Linked DNA regions of Mus musculus: region 2 is linked to region 1. A link is a contact called in public Micro-C data. All regions are on one chromosome and are shown on one strand. The core of a region is the stretch at or near the end of the contact, and the rest is flanking DNA. Distances in the headings are between cores, read along the strand shown. Region 1 overlaps Hnrnpll (heterogeneous nuclear ribonucleoprotein L-like). Region 2 overlaps Galm (galactose mutarotase).

Region 1 (3,199 bases), core at 503-3,002:
TCTGAGTTCAAGGCTACCCTGGTCTACAGAATGAGTTCCAAGATAGTCAGGGCAACACAAAGAAACCCTGTCCTAAAGTGTGTGTCCCACTCCCCCCCAAAGAAAAAAAGAAAAGGAAGGAAGGGTGGGTAGACAGGTTGATAGGTAAGTCAGACGAAGCAAGTTTATATTGAAAATGTAGTGTTCAGTAACCGTTAGTGGTCAGAAGTGAGAGATTTCTCATCAACCATATGTCCTCTTGTTTGAGTTCCTAAGGATTTGGTTTCCAGTATTGGATCCAACTGCGTCAAGCATAAACCAAGCAAATTTCCATAAGTATCAAAAATGGGGGTCTAACAAAAATACATTTTATGAAACAAGCCTATTTACAATTGCATGCATAAGATGAAATGGTTTCCTGGAAACTGAGAGCAAAAGTAGTCAATCGTAGTATCTGTGTGAACACTGTGTCTCACTCTCCTTCCTTCGGCTAAGCACACGTACCGTCAAGCACTGCTCAAGGTATTCTGGACGGTGGTTTCTAGCTAACTTTACAGACACCCACCTAGGGTTTTTCTAATATGGAGTCCACTGTTAATACTGTAGCTGGAATGTAGCCAATACTGAAGCCCCCTTGTTTTTACAAGATTGACATTTTAATTTGTATATTTCAAAATTACCAGTTACTTAACAATTTATCAGTGAAACCTATGCTTGTGAAATTTAGCATTTATAGGCTACTGGTGGAAATGCATTTCAAATGAAATGCTCTTAATATTCAGATTTATCAAGTTTAGATATATTCTATCTTGAAAAGGACACGTTATTTTCACCTATATTTGAAATGTCAAATTTTCTGGTTACACAAATTAACATAAGTAAAAAAACCCTTTGTTACAAAATGTGACAACTTATAAACAACCACTTACAAAAATCAAACCACACAGAAAAACATCTTTTACATATAATGCACCTTTTCATTTTGTTAGACCCTCTGTTCATGTTCATAATTAGGGAAAAACAAAAACAATAACAAAGTAAACTTATATGCCACAATGTGTACTTTTTTGTGCTGAGGATCAAACACAGGGTGGATTCACACTAAGCGCGTGCTTCACACCACTGACCAGCTTATCCTCAGACAAACCACACCTTTCTACCCACAGATCTTTAACGTCTGTGTGAATTGGTTAAGCATTATCAATCCCCAAGGTGTGTAGATAAACTGACCCCTGGTTAAAAACCAATTAACAATTTAAAATCTAAGCTGAATACAGTTACATCAATGGGCAGTAAACTTTACAACATTACATAAAGTCTAGTTTTCATAAATAAAAACTCTACAACTGGAACCTTAAGGGAAATCCGATCAGTATACATACAACTTGAATAAATGGGCACAGTCTATCATGGTGTTCATCCCATGCAAGTCTGAAGTACTGTTAAATGTCGTCCTTTACAAACTTGGGCTGATGATGCATGTAGTATGCAGTCAAGGTGAATTGCAAGTCTGAGTTTTTCAGAGGGCTTTGCTGATGCCGGTGTTGTGCATGATGAAGTGTAGAGTCAGCCTGCCGGAGTCCTCTAGCCTTCTGAATGCCTCGTCCAGCTTGGGGGAAAAGTCCTTTCCATAGAGAAGCAGTGTGCAAGTTTGCAGTTTGTAAGGAATATTCTGAATCAGTTTCCTCTCCTCCAAAGAGAGAGAGCTGCTTGGAGAAATGCAAGTCCTTGAACTGCGGGCGTGCCTGTATGTGAGGGCTCCTTGTTGAACTAAATATAAATAAGCTCAGCAGGTACCAGTAGGGGGCACTAATGTCCAAGGTTAATTTCCAGCATTACACGGACTTTTGTAACAAAAGCATTCAACAAGATTTTCATTTTAATTAACTAGCTCATCTCAGAAAAAAAAGAATGCGACTGCTTGTAAAGTTTCTCAGCAGATCTCAGTACATTCTAAAATTCGTAAAATACCTACCTCGTCTTCCCAAATAAGGTTTAGTGTAGTCCCAACTGTCATTGTCATTCCTAATAACATTTAGACGAGTTGGCTGTGGAAAGTGAAGATAAGTAAGTTTAAATTGAATACCCAAGTATAAATATTCCTTTGGTAGACTGTCGAAAGAAATGCTTACCCTTGCATATTCAATTTTTAGTGTGCAACATCCGGCATATATATCAGCTCCATTGAGTGCTGCTTTAGCCTTCTGGGCGCAAAGGACTGACTCAAACGTAAGGCTTCATTAAGGAAATGTGGCTGAAGAATTCCTAAATTTAGTTGTGTTTCATTCCTAATGAACTAAAAAGATAACCCAACACTGTGTTTCTGAGAATGTTTTCCCAAATAAAATTTCTAAGTAAATCTTTATTTAATAAAGATTTAAAGATTGAGAATAACACAGAAAATATAACATGATCAACATGCCCACATTAACCCTTCCAAATCACTAGAAGGTCTATAAAGTAGAGAACGAAGGAGGTTCTATCCCCCAGTGAAGGGCAATCTATAACTATGAAACAGAAAATTATTTTACTCTTAAAGAACAGGGCCAAGGAAGTAACACAGTTGTCAGAGTGCTTGGACGAGCGCGTGGAGCCAATGGTCTCAACCCTCAGTACTTTAGGGGACTATTTTATGGTACAAAGTTATCAAAATAGTAAAATTCCCCTATAAGTACTAGAATTTCATCTTTTAAGCAGGGCACAGTGGTATACACTTTTTAAAAAAAAAAAATGTGGACCCTGTCAGGGTTGCCTCTTTTTCTTTTTTTTTAAATTCATAGATTTATTTGTTTTATGTATGTGAATACACTGTTGCTGTCTTCAGACACACCAGAAGAGGGCATCTGATCCCACTACAGATGGTTGTGAGCCACCATGTGGTTGCTGGGAATTGAACTCTGGAAGAGCAGTCAGTGCTCTTAACCACTGAGTCATGTCTCCAGCCCAGTGGTGCACACTTTTAATCTCAGTACTCAGAAATGGCCCATCTCTGAACTAATGGCCAGTCAGAGTTATACAAGATCCTAGCTCAAAATAAGACAACAAACTTAAGACTGCTCTAAGATGAAAATACAACACTTGCCTAAAAATGCTCAAGAAGAAAAAAAAAAAAGATATCAATATGAATTACAAACACTTCTATACATCAGTAACACATTTACAAATAAAGGATATTCAACCATTGCTTGTATCCCATTTCTCTTGAAGATAACAATACGCT
Region 2 (3,199 bases), core at 351-2,850, 120 kb after region 1:
AACACAGAATCCTTGAGGCCTGGGGGCTGGGGGTGGGGTCTGTCTATCCTCAACAGCTTATGAGAAAGGGAAGAGGCAGGGAAGAGGGGAGAGGGTGTCACGGAGAGGTTGGGTACCACTCAAGGTAGAAAGGTTTTAAGGGAGAGGGAAACTGACTTGAGAACTGAAATGGTTGTGGGAGAACTTGGGGAATCCAAATGATGAATGTGAATAGCCTCAGTCTGTGAATTTTCTCCTGGTTCTTTCAGAAGTCTGGACAAAGAACGTGGATTGGCCCACAGTTAGGGTTTCTGTCAGATCCAAGGGCAGGAGGTCAGAGTGTTAGACAGGTCAAGAAAGGTCACTAAGCCAGTAGCTTAGGCTGTAGACAATGGGTCTTTCATAAGTATCAAAGGATGTGAAGGATGGTAGGATACATAGTAAGAAAATACGGTGACACCAGGGACCTGGCGGTCTCTGGAGAAGATCAGACCTATCTGGAACCTCACACCTGCGGTACAGCCAGAAGGCATGAAGGCCACAGCTGGGCAGAGAGCCACGGCAGAGTGAACTTCTTAACTAATGGCAAATCCCTGTGTTCAGTGCTGATGGCCATCTAAGATGGAAAAACACTGTCAGGAAATGCCTTATGTGGGTTAACCATGAAGAATTGCCCTCTCATCTGAAAGTGACCTGCGGCTCAGCTCAGCTCTTCCTGCTGTGGATGTCACGTCATATCTGGAAGCGACACCCTCCTTCCTTTGAGTCAGAGTCAAAAAAATCAGAAAGCCCTCAGTGGAGTGAGAAAGAGATTGGGGAGAGCGGGACCCACCCACATGGTATCGGAATGACATCATCAACACAACCAGACAGCAGAGGAAAAGTGCAGAGGAGTGCTGAGACCGAGGGGTCTGTGAAATGTTTCCAAAATGCTACCTCTACAGGAAAGTCCCAAGGTGCTTTTCCTTGTTGGCTGCTGGAATGAAGTAAGAATTCCCACCCAGGGTGTCACCTTTCATTATCATCCTCTTTATGTCGCTTCCTAAAATAATAACTGCCATTCAGGAGATGACTTAACCAAGATGGCTTAATTAGATATCAGACGAATACCTGTGCCCAGGAGCCCCATTACTGCAGGCCTCCTCATGCAAATCTTTCTGGCTATTCCCAACCTGACTAGCTAAAGAGACAGACGTAATTGGAGCAGCTGGGCTGTAAGCACAGCTGGGCCGTCCCCATGGAGACCAGAATTCTGCTCGGGAGTGCTTCCTGTTGCCAGCTTTTCTTCCCTCTATCTTTTTTTTTCCCGTTGTGTAGCAGCGCCTCAGTGCTCAGGTCTGTGCATACCAATCACTGGGGAGGTCGTTAAATACAGATTCTGCCTCCGCATTCTCTGATTGAGCTACTGGGTCCGTGATTCTCACAAGCCCGTAGGTGAGGCATGTTCTGCTGCTGCTGGTGGTCCTTGAGTCTCCTTCCAAGCAGCTATCAACAAAGCTCCAGCTAGCCTGCAGGAGCGTATGTTGCTTTCTCATTTTGGCACCATTTCTCCCCTTCTGTTGCTCTCCCCAGCTCCTCTATGGTCTCCAGTGGACAGTAGCTCCCTGTGTTCTCCCTCCTCCCTCTAGCACGCCATTCGTGGGCTCCATCACTAAACGTGTGTTCCTCAAGTCAGTCTTCAGCTAATGGCTTTCAGCCAGCGGTTTCCTTAAATCAGGCTAGCTGAAAGTTCTATTAAGACACAAATGGGTGGGGATGAAGCTCAGTTGGTTGAATGCCACAGAGCATGAATGAGGTCTCTGGGCCATCCTCGGTACTGCATAAAACCAATCGTGGTGGCCACACCCATGACCTCAGCACAGGTGGTAGAGGCAGGCTTAGAAAAGGTCAGCCTTCTCAGCTGTACAAGCTCAAGGGCAGCCTGGGCGATATGAGACGCTGTCTCAAAATTAAAAGTTTTAAAAGAAAGAAGAAAAAAATAACCCAATATCACAGAGTATTCCGCAAGTCGACACCCAGCTTCGCTGCTTTTGTCTCACACCCCAGTAATCCTGGGGTGTCACAGCTGGAAGGCATCACATCTGGATCCCAGAGCTCAGCAGCAGCTGGGTGTCCCTGGGGAAGGATATCACCTTGCTCATTGTCCACCGGGTCAAAGTATTGAAAAGGCTTTTCATTTTTCTTCCTTTTGGTTTCTCAAGACAGGGTTTCTCTGTTTTAGCCCTGGCTGTCCTGGAACTCAATCTGTGGACCAGGATGGCCTTGAACTCAAGAGATCCACCTCTGCCTCCCGAGTAAGTGTAGCTGGGAGTAAGTGTTTACACCACTACCGCCTGGCTTTTTTTTCTTTTTTTAATATTTATTTAAATTTGGTTCTGGAGAGAGTCTTATTGTATAGTTCCAACTGGCCTTGAACATGCTACTTAAACCAAGCTGGCCTATGCAGGGTGACGGTGGCAAAGGACTTTAATCAGGAGGCAGAAGCAAATAGATCTGAGTCTAAGGCTAACCTGGTCTACAGAGCAAGTTCCAGGACAGCCAGAGCCACACAGGGAGACTCTGTCTTAAAAAACAAAACCAGGCTGGCCCCAAACTTGAAGAGATCTGCCTGTCTCTACCCCGACCCCCCATCCCCGAGTGTGAGGTTAAATATGTATATGCCTGGCACGCTGGTATCACAGATACGCTATACCACATCCTGGCTGTTGTTTTCTTTGCTTACTTATTTTGAAGCTGTCTCATATACCCCAGGCTAGATGACTAGTCTACCAGCTGAGTGCTTCCTAACCCCTGAACAACCCTTTCAAATAAGTATCACCGGGTGCTTCATTTGAGGAAGCTGAGAACTCAGGAGGCACACACGTGGTACACAGACAAACAGACAGGCAAGAGATACCTGTACACAGAAAAATAAAATTCAATTATTAGACTGTTTCAAAAATAAAATTGCAGGCCTGAGGTGGATATAAAAATATATACTTTCTTTTTTTTTTTTTCCAGACAGGGGTTCTCTGTATAACCTCGGCCTGGAATTCAGAGATCCTCTTGCCTCTGCCTCCTGAGTTAAAGACAAGTGCCATCACCACCACCACCTGTCAAATCTGAGGCAGGAAGTTGATAAATTGGAGTTGAAGACAGCCTGTGCTACATACTGACTTATTACCTCAAAAAGTTTTTAAAGTGAGTGGGTGGTGAGATGGCTCAATGGTTGAAAGCACTT

What was found. Hi-C and Micro-C count contacts between places; a contact is called where the count stands out from the background.
Region 2: a contact with region 1 is called in a Micro-C map of granulosa cells, with 4 times the contacts expected there. The contact joins two enhancer-like sites. A contact is called at or near these places in 3 of 39 promoter capture datasets (the SN4741 cell line, cranial neural crest and liver), 4 of 15 datasets of contacts at CTCF or cohesin (CD8 T cells, the NIH/3T3 cell line and pro-B cells), 139 of 484 Hi-C or Micro-C datasets (the 3T3-L1 cell line, 3T3-L1-derived adipocytes, the 63-12 cell line and 90 more), 44 of 115 datasets of contacts at active chromatin or transcription factors (the 230-238 cell line, CD4 T cells, CD8 T cells and 33 more) and 5 of 9 other capture datasets (adipose tissue, embryonic stem cells, embryonic tail and 2 more).

What each region holds. Positions count from the first base shown.
Region 1 is chr17:80,046,654-80,049,852 of GRCm38.p6, forward strand. Hnrnpll (heterogeneous nuclear ribonucleoprotein L-like) reads right to left here. Exons shown (of 13, transcript NM_144802.4): 4 at 3,154-3,199; 5 at 2,112-2,208; 6 at 1,955-2,027. Among named protein-coding and RNA genes, the nearest start is that of 4933407O12Rik, 14 kb to the right of the region's middle. Within about 2 kb of position 1,753, at least 2 of the 459 cell types and tissues checked have an H3K27ac peak or open chromatin away from gene starts, as enhancers often do. A contact at or near this core is called in granulosa cells, where this site is marked.
Region 2 is chr17:80,167,316-80,170,514 of GRCm38.p6, forward strand. All of the region lies in intron 4 of Galm (galactose mutarotase), which reads left to right. Among named protein-coding and RNA genes, the nearest start is that of Gm51284, 26 kb to the right of the region's middle. Within about 2 kb of position 1,601, at least 159 of the 459 cell types and tissues checked have an H3K27ac peak or open chromatin away from gene starts, as enhancers often do. A contact at or near this core is called in granulosa cells, where this site is marked.